6 separate regions of the Sus scrofa genome follow, and regions 1, 3, 4, 5 and 6 are each linked to region 2. The links are chromatin contacts, called in public Hi-C and HiChIP or PLAC-seq maps. All regions are on one chromosome and are shown on one strand. Each heading gives the region's core, a stretch centred on a gene start, on an enhancer-like site or on the middle of the called end of the contact. The rest is flanking DNA. Distances are from core to core; before and after follow the strand shown.

Region 1 (2,700 bases), core at 70-2,569, 910 kb before region 2:
CCTCGACGAACCTTGCCCAGGCTACCCCTCAAGAATCGCTCCCACGCCAAGCCTAGGAGTGGAATTGAGAGAGGCTCCCTAGCTCAATGCATGGCACGCTCGGTCGCTCCACCTCACCCCCTTTCCCCAGCTTGCCGCTCACCCCACAGCCGCCGCACGCTAACCCCCGCCATTGCCCTCTTGTCTACCTGCAGCCGGGCTGCTGGGTGCCAGTGCCCCAGAACGCCCGGCCCCGGGGAGAGCCGCCTATTCCCGGGGCACCTTAGAATGGTCCCCTCGATCTTCTGGAAGTTGTAGTCTCCCGACTACAAAATGGCTATGGCCACGGGAGCTGAGAACTACAATTCCCAGCCTGCCCCGCAAGCCTGTCACTCAAACCCCCCTCCCTCCTCCCCGCCCCCTCCCCCTCCCCATCGCAGGCTCTGCCAACAAACGCTTGGACGTGTCCCGCGTGTGACACTGCGAGAGGCTGGCTCGGGATTGGCCCGCGGAGCGTGTGGTCCGCGAGCGAGGAACTCCCCACGCCGGCCCGCCCCCGCCCCCAGGTTCCCGGCCACGGCCCCCCTCCCCCCGCGGCGGCCGCCCCCCTCCCCGCACGCCCCGCCCCCACCCACGGCGCGAACCGCCTGTGGAATCGAGGAATCGCGCGCGCGCGCGCGCGCCGGCCCGCGCCGAGCGGCGGGGGAGGGACGCGCGGCGTCTCCGGGGAAGGCCTCGGAGCGGGGCGGCGCGGGGGGCGGTGGCAGCGAGGGGTTGGAGCCCGTCCTAAGGAAAACTGGGCCACGCACCAAGAGGAATCCTCGGTGCGAACTAGTTGATCGGCGGCGCCTGCTGCCTCGGCGGCGCAGCCGGTGTCACCTCAGGACACCGCCTCGCGTTTTCGCACGGAGCGTGCCGCGGTCGGGCTCGGGGGACCCTGAGGTCACCTCTGCACGCGCCCCGCGGCCGCACGCGCCCCCACGCTCGGAAAGGCCACCTCCCGGCGCGCGAGGTCGACGTCGGGGGTGCGGGCAGGGGGGCCAAAAGGGAAGCCCCTCGTCGCCGGCTCCTACGAAAGACCCCCCGACTTTGAGGAGATCGCGCTGGGTCCCGGCTGGTCCCGGCGTCTTTTGCGCCTGTGAGCGAGAGGAAAACGAGGGGGAGACCGGTGGCGTACGGACCCCGAGCCCCACAGACGTGCTCACCGCGAGGAAGCATCGGGAGTATCAACCGCGGCAGCCGGGCGAGAGCCTGCCTTCTACCTGCCTCTGGCTTGTGGTGCCGACCTCATCGTTGCTGGAAACGAAGCCGGAGGCCCTCGTGTCTCTCTTATGGCCTTTGCTTTCTGAACAACTTTGCCAAGTCGCTCTTAGCCATTCTGCGTTGTCAATTTCCTCGTTTTCACCGTGGTTTTCCAGAAGTAGTGTTTAAAATGAGCCTCTCCCAGGCAGTCCTTTAAAGAAATGAAAAGTGGGATGACTGCGCCCTCACATTCATTCCCCGTAACATTCAGTTCTCATTCCTTGGATTCGCCTTACCTCTAAAGTATCACAGTTGTGAGGTTTTGTCTACAGCAATGTTCGAAAAGAGAACCCAGTGTCTAAGAAGGTCTCAGAAACTGGAGGTGAGAGACCGGGTTTCAGATCACCCCTGCCCCTTCCCGAAAGCTAGATGGCCTCTCTGAGCTGGTCAGTTTCCTCATCTGCAAATTAGCGATCAATAAGCATTGTGGGGTGGATTATATAATAATTACGTTAACCCAGCTAAGAACCATTTTACTGAAAGTTTTCGGTAAATGAAATAAAATGCTGCTTTAAAATTGTTTCATTATTACTTTACCTTTTAAAAAATCTGCTTTCTAAATTGAAACAATTTGTCATAGGTTCATTTCACATTCAGAAAAATAAATGACCTTCTGTGCCTTCCTTTGGCAAAACTTGGCCGATGCTGTTTGCTGAGGAGGGGACCAATAGAACAGACTCCACTTTTCCTTATTGGCCACCCAAGTGACTTTATGGTTAGGTTACAAGGAGGTGGTTTCAAAAGACTTTCTGATCATTATGACCCATATATTGGCAGTCTCCACTTCTCCACACTCTTAGGGTTTTAACCAGCTTTCAGGAGGTTTAATGTCGGATCTGTCCTTCCCCAGGCAAAATATTAAAGAACAAAGGTGGGTTTCTTCTAGGTTCCCTCAGCCACTCCCTAAGGCTGGACTGCTCCGGTCCTGGGCCTGTCAACTCCCCTGCTGGGCTACCAACTCCAGGTCACCACATTTGAAAAACCATCCCAGTTTCAGCTTGAAAGGGAAAGGAAGGAATTGCTCCTTCCCAAAAGATTTGGATAACATTAGTGTTGTGTTCCCTGAAAAGGGAAATAGATTGGCTCTTTTAGCAGTTGAAAGCCTTTCCTGTTGTGGAAGTAGCTGTCTCCTGATGAGCTTCCTTTCCCTGCCATCTTGGCAAGACCGTGTATTACCTTTCCTGTCTTTTTCCTCCTCTTTTTCATTTTCTATTAATCTGATTCACTCTCTGTGCTGATGATTTTAACACCTCCCAGCTCTTATCTTGACCTCTTCAGGTCTCAGGGTGGGGGAACACATTTCTAGGTACAGGGCTTCCGCAGGACTTATATGCCAGCAGTGGCCTCATCCATGAGGACACAGCAAGAGAGGCCAAAGTCCTTTGTGAAGAAACACGGAGTAGAAAAGGCAGACTCTGG
Region 2 (2,700 bases), core at 149-2,648:
GGGGTCCAATCGGAGCTGTAGCCACCGGCCTACGCCAGAGCCACAGCAACGCGGGATCCGAGCCGCGTCTGCAACCTACACCACAGCTCACGGCAACGCCGGATCCTTAACCCACTGAGCAAGGGCAGGGACCAAACCCTCAACCTCATGGTTCCTAGTTGGATTTGTTAACCACTGCGCCACGACGGGAACTCCTGTATCTTTCTATAAATCTCTTAAGCTTTGAATCCCTTATCCCTAAAATAGGATGATTCTTGCCCTGCAACTCCCCAGAGTCAAGACTGGAGGCTTTGGTTTTCTCATCTGTAAATTGAGAGGTTTGAACTAGATTTAAGGTTTGCATTCTTTCTTTAGAAGTGGACTTCCATTTTAAGATAAAATCTAACCTGCAGTTCCTATTGTGGCTCAACAGTAACAAACCCAAATAGTATCCACGAGGATGAGAGTCTAATGCCTGGCCTGGCTCAGTGGGTTAAGGATCTGGCATTGCTATGAGCTGTGGTGTAGTAGGTCGAAGACATGGCTCAGATCTGGCGTTGCTGTGGCTGTGGTATAGGCTGGCAGCTAAAGCTCCAATTCCACCCCTAGCCTGGGAACTTCCATATGCCATAGATGTGGTCCTAAAAAGCAAAAAAAAAAAAAAAAAAAAAAAAAAAGATAAAATCTAACCTAAAACCCCAACAGTGAAGACAGGCTTGCTCTAGTGGCCCCAGGAGAGAAGGCTCAGAGTCCTGCACACTCTCCTTCCCTCATCCTTACAAGGCCTTTGCGGCACTTGTGCAGGATCCCAGGGTTCCACTGAGCACAGTGTGAAACCTGCTGTATTCAATGGTTTATAGTACCTCCTAGTCCTAAAACTCTATAAATCAAGATATTCTAATTTGGGGTGTCTATGATAAGATTTAACCCCTGTTTTCTTCCATCATTAATTAATAGGTTGTGGGAGACAGGCACCAGTCCTACTAAAACCAAGATATGTTTCAGTCCTCTCTCCTTCTTTGTGAAGTTAATCTTTCTGTCACAGAACAAAACTAGATTCTGATGGAAGACAACATTCTGTAAGGAGAAAAATACCAGATTGAGAGTAAGAAGATAAGTGTTCCAACCCAGGCCTTGCCTTTAACTAGCTCCCCAAACTTGATCAAGGCAAGGAAACTTACTAATCCATCCAAATCAATAAAATGAAGAGGTTGGGTGACTCAGTAATCCTAAAATAACACATGCCCATTTCTGGACTCCATGCCCTAATGAGTTTCTCTAAATTAAGTAACTTTCAAATTCCACCTTTCTAAAGGCCAAGTCACTCTATCACATTCTCTTTGTTATATATACTCACCCTATTTGGAGAGGAAGGGGGGGGTGGGGGAGAAGACAAATTAGGTCGTAACTGACACCATCAGGACATCTAGCTAGAAATACCCACTGAATCACTGCTGTGTTTGCACAGGTGGTTGGAGCTCACAGTATGCCCTGACCTCAACTTACCAAGTGGGAGCCATATCTCCATTAATAAGGGTCCTGCTAGGCACAGAACTTCAGTATGGGCATTCTTGGGGGCAAACCAGAAAATCCCAGGGTTTGGGAATGTTTCAAGCAAACAGTCTGGATTCAAGACCCAGGACCAGGGATTGGACCAAAAGGAATGACCCCACAAGAGACAAACAGAATGATGCATTGCCTCTAAGCAATGTCCTGGGAAAAGGCAACAGGCCTTGCCCGGGAAGCCAGGGAACTTGAGGGATGGACACAAAAACAACAGCTCTGGTCATGGCTGTGACTTGGCTATAAGTTAACTTTATGGGTCACTGAGTCTGGAAACAGACTATAAAAAGAAGACAGCATGGACCAAGCAGCTTTGTGTTGGAAATGGCTGTGACCAGTTGCTTCTGGAAGGGAGATGCATTGACTGCCATAAAACTTGATGGGCTCAGCACTGGTCTGTAAAGGCTGGAATCGGAAGTAAACTTTGGACCTGAGTAATTGCTCGGAAGCTGTGCTTAAGCGTGGGAGCCGAGGGGATTTTGTTCCAAGCAGTAAACAATATGGTACCTAACTGATGCATATGATCTGCCTTCTCTGTGACCTCTACTCCCAAAGTCCTGTCTGCAGGCAGCTCCTTTAGGTTAATCTCACAGTCCACACAAATTGGTACCATTTGACTTTTACTACAATGGCTTTATTAAAACAAACAAAAAACCTCCTTGTTGTTCCCGAAACATTTAAGGTAAAACAAAATGAAAACATCAACCTTGGAGACTTGCTATCCTTAACTATCTCTTCTGGAGGAAACAAAAATGCGTTACATTTTATGTTACCTTTTCTCCAACCATTCAACTCTAGCCTCCTCCAGCTACTCAACAATTATTTATACAAAGCACAGACTTTCATGTCACCTGGTGCCAGAAAGCAGACCATCCACAGTTGGAAGCAATGAATAAAACAAGATTCTGCCAGAAATATTTCAAAAAATACATGTCTTGGAGTTTCCATTGTGGCTCAGTGGTATAAACCTGACTAGTATCCATGAGGACGTGGGTTTGATCCCTGGCCTCACTCAGTGGTTTAAGGATCCAGCATTTGCTGTGGGTTGCAGTGTAGGCAACAGATTCGGCTCGGATCTGGTGTTGCTGTGGTTGTGGCCTAGGCCAGTGGCTACAGATCTGATTCAACCCCTAGCCTGGAAACTTCCATATGCTGTGG
Region 3 (2,700 bases), core at 180-2,679, 540 kb before region 2:
CTTGGTCTTGAAGGCCCAGCCTCAGGGTTTCAGACCTCTCTCTGGATGATGAGCAAAATATTTAAGAACTGGTCTTGCGTGGCTCCTGAGCAGTTAGAACATGAAGAGCTCTTGGTGTGGCCTTCCCTCCGTGCACCAGGTAGCTGATCTCTGGGTGAATCCCACCCTGGCAGAGCTGGTCATCCCTCCCCTGTGCCCCACCTGTACGTGTGGAGCACCTGTTACTTACCCTGCGTTCCATCTGCAGACATTTAATACTTGCCTACTTGGTGTAGGGCTTGTCATACGGCATTTTTTTTTTTTTTTTTTTACTCAATTATTTCCTATGAGCTCTTTGGACAGTGGGGACCAGCTCTTTCATCTCAGCATCCTTGGCACCTTCCTGGTGCTGGGCACATAGCTTGCTCCATCAGTCTTTTTTGAATGAGGGTATGTGGCTGGGATACCCAGTATCTAGACCCAAGGGTCAGAATGTCATTGTGTTAAAATGGATCAAGGGATTGACTGGTCATGCAGTGAAGGGCTTCCAGCAAGAGATGTTAGGTAACAGTGCTTATTTATAGCGGAATAGCCCAGAGAAACAGCTCATTTGTCTTCTCTGCTCCTCCTAATTCAGCTTTTTTTCTTCTTCTTATAGTTCTTTTTTGAATGGAATAATGTCACCCACTCATTGGTTTTATATAGCTCCTATTGAAGTAGAGCTCTGCAGAAATTGTGCCTATTAATTAAAAACACAGAATGTGGGCAGTTTTTGAACTGCTAATTAAAACTCTCACCAATCAGGTTGCATTAGCAGTTTTCAACCATTTTTCTTTTCCCGAATCTAGAACTTTACTTACCAGAGAAAATGACTTTTAAAAAGACACTTGCCAAGAATGATAGCATCTTGTTTCAAAAAACTGTTTCCTGTGCCTCCAGTGAGATCCTAAGGTCGGACGTCTTCCCAGAGCTCTGAAAGCTGATAGGGGCTGGAGAGGATGCAAGCGGCCTTCCAGGCCCACTCCCTGCTGCTCTCCAATGACGGCTCCAGCTGCAGGTCTGTAGATAGCACAGCTGCTAGGGAAGGGCCTGAAACTGCTTTCCTCCTCTGGCTGGTCAGGAAGAAAATATCTTATCAGTTTCTAGGAGCGCCTGGGGCAGTGGTGGCCTCTGAGTTTCAGCTCCTCTGCTGCTGATCACCATGACTGCCTGCCGTGAACTGAATTAATTCCAGGAGGGCGGAAGGCAGATGCATCCTAAGGCTCGAGACCTGCTCCCTGTTCTGCCTCCTTTCAGGGGCTGGAATTCTTTGCTGTGCCCACCGACGCTGGGGCAGCGGCCTAAGATGTGGCTCTCTGGGCATGGTGCCAGGGAGCTCACACAGGACTCCCTGTTCAGCCCCAGACTGCATCCTGTGCTGGCGCTTGGGGTGGGGCTGCCCAGCAGGGCTGTCCTCGTGCCTGGAGTCCGAGCTTATGCGGGCTTCCTCGAGGTGGGCATGGGTGTGGGGCGTGGGGCTCCTCCAACAAGTGGCCCCATTGTATCCTGAGCGGGGGGCTGCAGGGAGCAGCCAGTGATGGCTGCTGTGCGATGGGGCCCCCGGGCGTGTCTGCGGGGCTTGATTCCACTGAACTGGGAGAGAAGCCATGTGGTGAGCATGTGCAGGGGGCCACGTTTGGGTCTGAGGGCTGGCAATGTGCTTTGAGTTTGGGCTTCCTTTCTTTTTCAGAAGGTAGTTGATTCATGCAAAATGCTTAGCCCCCTTTGATGTGCAGTGTCTTTTTGGAGGTTCCAAAAAAGCAGTTCAAAGGTTTACTTTGGGCACCACACCTCCAGCACATGTCAAAGTCAAGGCCTGGCTCCCCAGGCAGCACACGGGAGAAAACATTTTCTGCGGCTTCTTCCTCTATTTTGTCTTATGCTGAGCCCAGATCTCCAGACTTCACACTGTCCTAGTGGCAAAGAGTGGACGTTGAGCAAAAGAGAGTAAATGGCTCTGAGCTTTTCGAGGGTCCAGAGAAGCAAGGACGCGCTGCGAATCCCTGTCCTGCTGAAATGGGGCAGCTAGAGTGAGGTTGACGTTTGTCTGCAGGGACAGGCGGTCCTCCTGCCTCGGAGCTCAGGGTTCTCCCAGGGACCTGGTCCCAGGCGGAGAAAGAGCCATCTGGCTGCCCCACGGGGGGCGGATGGTGGTTCTGCCTGGGTTCGTTTTGGGTTGCTTGCCACAGCGCTGTCTTCCCCGCTTTCCTCTCCTCCGGGGGGTGTGGGTGGGGCAGGATTGGAGGCACATGAAAGGGAAGGGCCTGTGTATCCGCCTGGAGAACACTGATCAGGCTTCAGTGCACTGAGCGTGTCCTTGCCCTCATGTCCCCAGGGCGTGGGCACGATGGGGAAGGTGCCCCCAGTTGTGCTCGCAAGCTGGACGTTGGCGGGGTGGATGGTGTAGGATTTCTGCCTGCTGCTTGAGAGAAAGCAAAGTAGACCCACACCTGATGAGGGATGTGGCCATGACCTTGAACTCAGCGGTCTGGGGAGGGATTTTCTTCCTTCTCTTACGCTCTTATCATCAGGAACTCCACTCGATGAGTCACTTCTTTAGGGTGTCGGCCGTTTACCCACCAGCTAGTGGTAGATGTTTCTGCTGTGATCTCCCTGCTGTGCGCTGCTGTCCCGATCCTTTACTCTGTTAGAAAAAGGAGTTTAAAACGTACAAATCACATG
Region 4 (2,700 bases), core at 1-2,500, 800 kb before region 2:
ATCTACCTTTCGTTTCTCTTCTTTGCTCACAAATAAAGACCAAGCTATGTTTTCTGGGCCAAGGAGGCCGGATTCCTAGTCAGCCTCAGGAAATGGCATATTTCACATAAAAATGTACCCATTCCCCATTTTCTTTTAATGACAAAGTGAGGATTTCATGGCTTTCTTGTATTTTTTTTTTTTAACACCACAGATTAGATTGGCCATACATGTAGATTTCTTATTACTTGCTAAGCTACATATCTCAATACATCTAATGTCATAATTAAATGTCATCAGGCTAATGTGTATGAGTGTTTTGAGCTTTATCGCTAATTGCTGTGTTAGCATGAATTAGACAGGGAAGTAATTAGAAGCCCCCATGTATCTGAGTCACGTGGTGCGGTTTCTGGGCCAGGCTATGCATGTGTGTGTGTGTGGCCGGGTGGATTCTAGAGAATCGGTTCTTCCCGCTTCCCCCTCATTCAGGATCGCCTCAAAGCACTCGCTAAGCTCTCCTGTCTGGGCAGAAGCCTCTGAAACAGCACCCAGAATGGAGGCCATTGTCTGCAAGTGGGGTTCCATGTTTCTTGAAATAAGCAATTTTCTGTCATCAGTCACCAGGGGAAGCTTCACTCTGAGCAGCAGAATTAAGGGAAGACAGGTTTCAGGGCTCAGAAAGCACGTTCCTCTTCAGGACAGATAAGCGGGGACTGGGGCGGGCACGTATGTGTGGTGAAAGGGTCAGGGTTTGTGCGAAGGAGGAAAGAGGAAGACACTTGTTTGCAGCTTGAGATCTCGTCTCATCTTCCGACATTCATCAAGTCCCGAAGGGCCGGTCCTGCGATCATGTGATGATGGAATGTCTACCTCCTCCCCTCTGCCCCCATTCTTCTTGGTTTTGCACTAAACTGGAGTCAGAGGCGAGGCCTAGGACAATCCTGCTCTGGCTTCCAGCTGCCCTGGCTCTCTGGGGGGAAGCAAGGCCAGGCCTTCGTCACCCAGGCCCTGGGTCCAGGAGAGCCCCCCACCCCGCCTCCTCCAGCCCCAGCTCCTCCTGCAGCGCCTCTCAGCCCAGTGGCCCTCTTTTCTTGGAAGGGTGTGACTGCTTCCCCTGTGAATTTAATTCTCAGGGAGCTGAGGGAGACAACGTAACAGCCTCAGGGAAAAGCCTATCCTTAGATAACCTTTATCTGCCAGAGAGGCCCCTGCCACCTGCTTGATTCTTAGGCAATTTTAATTCCCGGCTGCCCAGTGATAGGGAATGGGGGGGGGGAAGGGGTGTCCTTCACTCAGCTGGGCTCCCCATAGGCTGTTCCCACAGCCCCGAGGTACACTGTGCACTTGGCCTGCTCCTGTTTTGTTCATCCAGATGTTTTTTAATGTGACGGATTTATGCGTCTGCCCCGCTCATGTCGGAGCAGCGTTTCATTGTGGTTTCAGCTCTTGTCCTGCAAGGACTGGCAGAGCCCACGGAGCTGTTCCCCTCCCGGGGTGGGAACAGGAGAATGAGAAAGACTCTGCCGCTGCCTGACAGCTTTGACAAGCCTTGTCAAATTCCCATTCCCAGAGGTGCCTCCTGCCCATTAGGAGGCTGATTGCTTACAGGGGAGCCTCCTGAATTCCACCGGAGACAAGATCAAGGCCTGATGCCCCGCCAGAACGCCGGGCCTCCCTGGGTCTGACCAACACATTGTGACAGAATGGCTTGTCAACAAATAGGCCTGGGCGAGGAAGATAAAGACTTGTCATTTAGAAATAAATGCCATGATTTCTCTTCACAATTTGTAAGCTCTTTTTCAGCTCGTCCCCCGCCACCGCCTCCTCTCTCGGCCCCATTTTTGCTCATACACGTCTCCTGCGGGATGCTGGTGCCCCGGTGCTCACTCCTGCTGGGGGCTTCTGGCTTCTTCCTCAATAGCTCCTTCCCCGCTTCAAAAAAAGTCTCAAGGCAGCACGAAAGCAGGTCAGAGGCCAATCCAAAAACCTGTCGCGTCTATCTCTAAAATGGGCAGGAGGTATCTTTAATTCCTCCCTCTGAGGAGAGAGAAATCAGAATAGTAGCCACTGGCCAGAGAGGGAGATTGATAAGCACACAAGGGGACTTTTGGGGATATCGGTGTTGGTATACCTATTTGTCAGAACTTTTTTTTTTCACGGCTGCACCCACAGCTTATGGAAGTGTCCGGCTCAGGGATGGAATCTGAGCTGCAGCTGTGACCTACACCACAGTTGTGGCAACGCCAGATCCTTTAAGCCCACTGCACTGGGCCAGGGGTCGAACCTGAGTCTCTGCAGTGACCCAAGCTGCTGCATTTGGATTCTTAACCCATTGTGCCACGGCGGGAACTCCTGTCAGAACTCACCGTACCCTTAAAACCTGTGCACTTTGCTGTCAGTAAATAATACTGGCATTTAAAAAAGGCAGAAGGTAAAAAGAAGAAAAATATTTTAGTAGTTCTACCACCCAAACAAAATCACTATTGACATTTGGCATAGTTCCTTCCAGTATTTTTTATGTGTGCTTATTATATATTATGTATATACAGCATGCAGAAGTTCCCCGGGCCAGGCATCAACCTGTACCATAGCAGCAACCCAAGCAGAGACAACACGGGATCCCTAACCTGCTGCACCACGAGAGAACGTCCATGTGCTTATTTTAATAATAGAGTTGTAACCAGATTGATGTTTGCTGTTTGGTCCCCTTTTCAGTTAGTG
Region 5 (2,700 bases), core at 64-2,563, 970 kb before region 2:
CCTAAAAAGAAAAAAAGGGGAAAAAAAGAAATAACAAAGGACAAGACTATCTGAGAAGATAAGAGAAAGACAGAAAAACAGAAAGCCATGAAAAAGCACAGAAAGACAAAAAGAATAAAAGACTATTCAGCCACAAAAGGAAAGAACAAACAATTGGTACACACATGTGAACTGCAAAAGCATTACAGTGACAGCACCAAGACACACGTCTGCCTCTGTGTCTGCAAACCTTCAGGACGGTGCTAGGAATCAGGGCAGTGCCTGCGGACTATAGAAGGGGAGGCGGAGGGCAGGGTACTGGCTGCAAGCGGGTGGGCGCTTTCTGAGGTGTTGACAGGGCTGCACATAATACCCAGGTGCAGGCAGTTGCCCAATGTTATAAAAACGTACGCCCAAAATGGGTGCATTGGTACACAACTTCAGTAAACTTGACTTAAAAAAAAAAAAAAATCTGGACTGATTTACAGTTGTTAAAAAAAAAAAAAGAAGGGGAGGGGCGATTGTGTCAACTCACCCAGTTAAAGTGATTTTTCTGGAGAGTAGCCACCCAAATTAAATACAAGTCAATGCCAAAAGCCACACCTTTGGTGACAGAATTCAGGGACCTGGACCAGATGTGGGGAAATTCCCCCAAGTTTCGCACTGTCCAAGGTGACTTATTAAAGAAATATTCAGAGCACGAACTCCCTTTTAGGCCTTGGGATATTTTTTAAAAAGTAGATTTATATCTTTTCTTAAAAAAAAAAAGAAAAGAAAAGAAAGAGGAAAGTAAGAAGGCGCTTTTTTGCAAGCTGAATCAGAGTACCACTTATGGTTTGTGTTATGGGACCTACTTCTGTGTTGGGCAGAAAAGCAAATCCAGTATTGACCAGTACAAAGAAGAGGCTTGCTTAAGTTTTCATCCCTTTTCAAACCGAGATTTCAAACCAAGGGAGGCTCCCCACAGCCAGGACTCACTCAGGGTGGCAGGAAGCAGGCAATCCACACTGGGCGTGTGCAGGGGCTGGATTGGGGGGTGGGGTCAGATGAATCCCCTGCCCCAGTCTACAGGCTTCTCGTTACAGAGGACAGCCCGCTGCAGTTCTAAAAACTGCTGTGGCAAATCTCAAAACCCCAGTGCTGGCACTCACGAGGTCAAGAACTCCACGAGGGTCTCAAAAGTGGACTATGGGGGAGAGGCCCCGTAGAGACACAGAGAATCAAGACCTCATTCCCAGACCTGGAATCAGCAGCCCACAAACCAAAGTCAGCTCAGCTCCTGGCACAAAATGATTTACAAGTCATTCTGGCAGGGGTCACGGCCAAGAACTATTTTAAGACAATCATCTTGGTCTAAATCTGGTCAAAGGGTACCGGGTATTTGAGGTTAAAACCCATCTCCTTGGAAAGAGCTGTCAGAAGACTTGGGCCCGTTTCCTTTGGGCACCTGCAGAAGCCAGGGCAGCCCCAGCCCTCCAGCACGACCTGGCACCAACAGCCCCATCATTTGGCCTTTTGCCATCCTGAGGATCCCTTCACCAGAATTCAGGGCCACCTTTGTTCGAGGCACCTTGTATTTTGCTATGTAAATCTCCGTTTCAGTTTTGGCTGGGGTGACATGGGCGGGGAGTGACTTATTAATGCAATCTACAAATAAGTTCAGCAGACGGTATTTGCCACTGTGACTAGTCATTTGTAAAGAATACTGATTTTCTGACTTTTATTCTGCAACGTGGCTACAGCAGGAAGCATCATTTTTACACTGTTCTGCAGAGTTATGATAAAAACTCATATTCGTGTATTTTTACATACATCACATGCTTGTTTTGCTCTCATCAGTAGTAGGGGCAGAGGCATTTAAGCAGCACGTCTAGAAATTAAATGAGCTATCTGATATTCACCTATTTCACCAGAGACGTCCAGCCCAAGCCCTGCCAGTCAGTCAGTCCTGGGAAAACCTCCCTTGCCTCCATCTCTTTAGGATGTGGGTAGTTTTGGAAGAAGATTCTAGGTACCATTTTTAAAAATTACACTCCAATGCTCATTACTCAGAGAAAACACAATACGCCTTATCTCCTGAGCCTCCCTCTCTCTTCCCAAACCCCTGCACACGATTATCACCTGGAGACCTTACATTTACTCGACAACACACCGCTCTCCACCCCCATCTGCATGGTGTCTGCACTGTGACATCCAGAAAGTCTTAGCTGTCCTTTGAAAGTGTGCCCACGGCACCCTGGACACTTTGCCTCCCAAAGCACCTGTCTCCTCCCTCTGTCACATCACAACTACTCTTCACCACTGAGTGCCTGGCACTCAGCACGTGCTGGCATATGGCAGGAGATCAGCAGGTATTTCTCGGATAAACAAACAAAAATTAAACTTATTTTGATCATTCAGATAAAACACTGTTGGTTTTGGTGTGTGTATATGTGTGCGTGTGTCCTTTTATTACTTTTCCTGAACAAATACACGATCTAAATTACACCACCAACAAAGGATTCAACTGCACATACTATTTTCTCACTTGCTGTTTTCACTTACTACATTATGTCATTAAATATTCTTGCTACCATATCATTTTAATGATTGCAGGGAACAGATGTTCACTAATTTAGCCAACCCCCATCGGTTACAATTTTTCACTGTGATACACAGTGAAATACACTTGATACACATCCCTGTGGCCAAGTCTAAATAAATTCCTAGAAGCAGAGTCTG
Region 6 (2,700 bases), core at 65-2,564, 650 kb before region 2:
AGAGTCCACTGGAAGTGGGCTTCCTTTTTTTCTTCTTTCGTTCTCCTTTTGTGTGTGTGTGTGTGTTTTATGTTTATTTATTTTATGTTTTAAATTGCAGTGTAGTTGAGGTAAAATACTGTATAAGGTTCAGCTGGACAGGATGGTGATCCACAATTTTTAAAGGTTATATTGTACTTTTAGTTATTATAAAACATTGTCTGTATTCCCTGTATTGTACAATATATCCTTATAGCTTATTTATTTTACACACAATAATTTATACCACTTAATCTACCCCTCTCTTCCCCCTCCCCAGTGGTTGTCACCAGCTTGTTCTCTATGTCTGTGGGTCTGTTTCTTTTTTTTTTTTTCTTCTTTTTTTCAATATTTACTAGCTTGTTTTTAGGTCTGAAATTCCACATATAAGTAATATACCGTATTTGTCTTTCTGTCTAATATTTCACTTAGCATAATACCCTCCAAGCCCATCCATGTTGTGCAAATGGCAACATTTCTTTCTTGTTTATGGCTAGGTAATATTCCATTTTGTATTTATACCACATCCCACATCTTCTGTACTCATCTGTTGCTGGATACTTGGGTGGTTTCTATATCTTGGTAATGGTAAATAACGCTGCTGTAAATCCTGGCGTGCAGCTATCTTTTCAGATTAGTGTTTTTGCTTCCTTTTTTCCTTCCTTCAAAGGATGTGGGGGGAGAAAACCAGTGAGTGGGGCACCCAGGGGGAGTAGGGCCCAGGAAGGGGCTCCAGGCTGTGTGAGGCTTCTTTGACTATGGAGATAACATAGCACGATAGTTGCCTGTGAGACGGACAACTGAAGGAGCCCCCAGGACGCACCAGAGACGAGCCAAGAATGGGGTGTCGTTTTACGAGTCTCGGGCAGAGGCTTAATGTTCCTGATCTGTGTTCCACTCACAAGGGCTGCAGGCCCCAACCTCTTCCAGGGGAACGATGCCCTGGGAGCGGTTTCGAGCCCTTCCCCCTCCCTTCCCCGCCACCCCCGCCCCTGTTTGTGTGTGAGTAATTAGAAGGCCGGGCTGCCCGCTTCCAAGGGAGGCGGTCCCTCCTCCCGCTGCCTTTGTGGTGGCTCTAAGTGGACACGCTATTCTTCTGCGCTTCCTGCCGTGGAAGTCCCGACCAGGGTCACTTGCAGGGCTGTTAAACAGCTGCCGCGCCTCACCCTGGCAGCAGACAAGGCCATTCCGGGGCCATCCATCAGCTGCGCCAGACAAGGCTTTTGGGACCTGCCTGGATGAAAGATGGGACGTGAGCGTGGGCGTGGCCCCAGTTTGCCCAGCCTCCAGACGTAATTTGTCCCGGTGCGGGAGTGACAGAACCTGTGCTGTCCTTTGGGTGGTGGCCAGGGCTGCTTTGCTCTGCCTCATTCAGTCGTTCAGTGTTAATTGACTGCCTGCTTAAGACAGGGCAAGACACTGCAGTACCAGCTTTTTCGCCTTTTCATGTCAGTAGCCAACATTTGTGTTGGTAGATGTCAGAAAGACTGCTTGCGGGAAACATGTTGTTGGGGTGTGTGTGTGTGTGTGTGTGTGTGTGTGTTACTCTACCCTTTAGGGGTAGCTAACCTCCAGCTCAAGGCTTTGGCTTTTTCAGTAGATACCATCTATTCCTAGTTTTATCAATGGAGAATCTCAGATTTTCGTTGGTCACTCTCTTCTTGAGATACTACCATTGAAAATTCAAACCTTCTGTGTCCTGGGCCTTTTAGCCATCACACCCTTGGTGGGTATGAGGAAACCATGTGATTCAGGACTGACAGCTCCCCGCCCCGCACCTCTAGTGTCCGCTGCATTTCTGCTCTCTACTGTTAAGAGGAGAGGAAGTGACAGGCAGAGATGAGTTATGGGCGAAATAATATTCTCCTTCCTAAATCTCTGTCTGCCCTGAGAGCTGGTCCCAGCATCTGTGACCCCTGGCCCTAGGACAACCTGTGAGGTTAACCCTTAAAGAGGGGGCGCCGGCACAGAGGGCAGCATTGGCAGGGGGGAGACTGGGGGTGGTGAATAAATAATGTCTCCTACATAAGTTTTTCACGTATCTGTCAAGGCTGCTGTGATATACGTATTTATAGAGTTACATAAGCTACACTAGCCTTTTGTCATCCTGTTTTCTCCATCAAAGGAAATTATGATGCAATTACTCGCACGTAGTAGTTGAGGATGTTATTTGACCTAAAGGGGATTTTCCTGGTTGAAAAGTTCAGTCATCTTTAGGAAATAAAATATGAATGTGCATTTTGTTAAAAAAGTTTTTTTTAAATTAAAAAAAAAAAAATCCTGGGAGAAAATAGAAACCACAGAAGCTGGCGGTGCTGTAAAAGCGGCCTAATCTGCCTTTGAGGTTCAGATCATTTGCCTTTCAACCGTGTGCCCAAGCCCTGAGCTCTGCACAGGCCAACATTATCAGCCCGGCAGCTTTCCGAGGATCTCTCTGAGCCAGGGTTAGAGGGAGGCAGGACTCTGAAGGAGGAAGGACAGCAGGGGGAAGTGAATCTCGCAGCAGCTACTGGAGCGTGGAAAGCCCCTCGATCCCTCAGCACACCTTCGCTGTTTGCCTTCTGGCCCAGTTGTTCCGGTTTGGTTGTCGGTTAAATATTTTCCTTGCTTTCCCTTTGGCATGATAGATTGTGGACGTCTAAACATGGGCCCTTTCCCATCTGGGCTTTCCCTGCCTCTTTC

What was found. A called contact is a pair of places that touch in the nucleus more often than the background predicts. HiChIP or PLAC-seq counts read pairs in DNA pulled down with a chosen protein or histone mark.
Region 1: a contact with region 2 is called in an H3K27ac HiChIP or PLAC-seq map of skeletal muscle, with 9 times the contacts expected there. The contact joins the promoter of JARID2 here to the enhancer-like site in region 2. A contact is called at or near these places in 4 of 5 promoter capture datasets (fetal liver, fetal skeletal muscle and liver), 17 of 47 Hi-C or Micro-C datasets (brain, embryonic fibroblasts, epiblast stem cells and 9 more) and 2 of 2 datasets of contacts at active chromatin or transcription factors (alveolar macrophages and skeletal muscle).
Region 3: a contact with region 2 is called in an H3K27ac HiChIP or PLAC-seq map of skeletal muscle, with 6 times the contacts expected there. The contact joins two enhancer-like sites. A contact is called at or near these places in 2 of 47 Hi-C or Micro-C datasets (embryonic fibroblasts and skeletal muscle) and 1 of 2 datasets of contacts at active chromatin or transcription factors (skeletal muscle).
Region 4: an H3K27ac HiChIP or PLAC-seq map of skeletal muscle shows a contact between it and region 2, with 14 times the contacts expected there. The contact joins two enhancer-like sites. A contact is called at or near these places in 2 of 47 Hi-C or Micro-C datasets (embryonic fibroblasts and fetal heart ventricle) and 1 of 2 datasets of contacts at active chromatin or transcription factors (skeletal muscle).
Region 5: a contact with region 2 is called in a Hi-C map of skeletal muscle, with 5 times the contacts expected there. The contact joins two enhancer-like sites. A contact is called at or near these places in 2 of 47 Hi-C or Micro-C datasets (epiblast stem cells and skeletal muscle) and 1 of 2 datasets of contacts at active chromatin or transcription factors (skeletal muscle).
Region 6: a contact with region 2 is called in an H3K27ac HiChIP or PLAC-seq map of skeletal muscle, with 6 times the contacts expected there. The contact joins two enhancer-like sites. A contact is called at or near these places in 2 of 47 Hi-C or Micro-C datasets (embryonic fibroblasts and epiblast stem cells) and 1 of 2 datasets of contacts at active chromatin or transcription factors (skeletal muscle).

The regions. Positions count from the first base shown.
Region 1 is chr7:11,356,862-11,359,561 of Sscrofa11.1, reverse strand. JARID2 (protein Jumonji) reads right to left here and starts at 1,319. Exons shown (of 19, transcript XM_021100205.1): 1 at 1,185-1,319.
Region 2 is chr7:10,448,264-10,450,963 of Sscrofa11.1, reverse strand. The region is part of intron 1 of LOC106507125 (a long non-coding RNA gene); the gene reads right to left. Among named protein-coding and RNA genes, the nearest start is that of CD83, 100 kb to the right of the region's middle. Within about 2 kb of position 1,398, at least 2 of the 83 cell types and tissues checked have an H3K27ac peak or open chromatin away from gene starts, as enhancers often do. A contact at or near this core is called in skeletal muscle, where this site is marked.
Region 3 is chr7:10,985,845-10,988,544 of Sscrofa11.1, reverse strand. All of the region lies in intron 1 of LOC110261780 (a long non-coding RNA gene), which reads left to right. Among named protein-coding and RNA genes, the nearest start is that of MIR9807, 230 kb to the right of the region's middle. Within about 2 kb of position 1,429, at least 8 of the 83 cell types and tissues checked have an H3K27ac peak or open chromatin away from gene starts, as enhancers often do. A contact at or near this core is called in skeletal muscle, where this site is marked.
Region 4 is chr7:11,250,246-11,252,945 of Sscrofa11.1, reverse strand. No RefSeq gene overlaps it. Among named protein-coding and RNA genes, the nearest start is that of JARID2, 110 kb to the left of the region's middle. Within about 2 kb of position 1,250, at least 10 of the 83 cell types and tissues checked have an H3K27ac peak or open chromatin away from gene starts, as enhancers often do. A contact at or near this core is called in skeletal muscle, where this site is marked.
Region 5 is chr7:11,418,089-11,420,788 of Sscrofa11.1, reverse strand. The region is part of intron 2 of JARID2 (protein Jumonji); the gene reads right to left. Among named protein-coding and RNA genes, the nearest start is that of JARID2, 61 kb to the right of the region's middle. Within about 2 kb of position 1,313, at least 11 of the 83 cell types and tissues checked have an H3K27ac peak or open chromatin away from gene starts, as enhancers often do. A contact at or near this core is called in skeletal muscle, where this site is marked.
Region 6 is chr7:11,095,650-11,098,349 of Sscrofa11.1, reverse strand. All of the region lies in intron 1 of LOC110261780 (a long non-coding RNA gene), which reads left to right. Among named protein-coding and RNA genes, the nearest start is that of JARID2, 260 kb to the left of the region's middle. Within about 2 kb of position 1,314, at least 19 of the 83 cell types and tissues checked have an H3K27ac peak or open chromatin away from gene starts, as enhancers often do. A contact at or near this core is called in skeletal muscle, where this site is marked.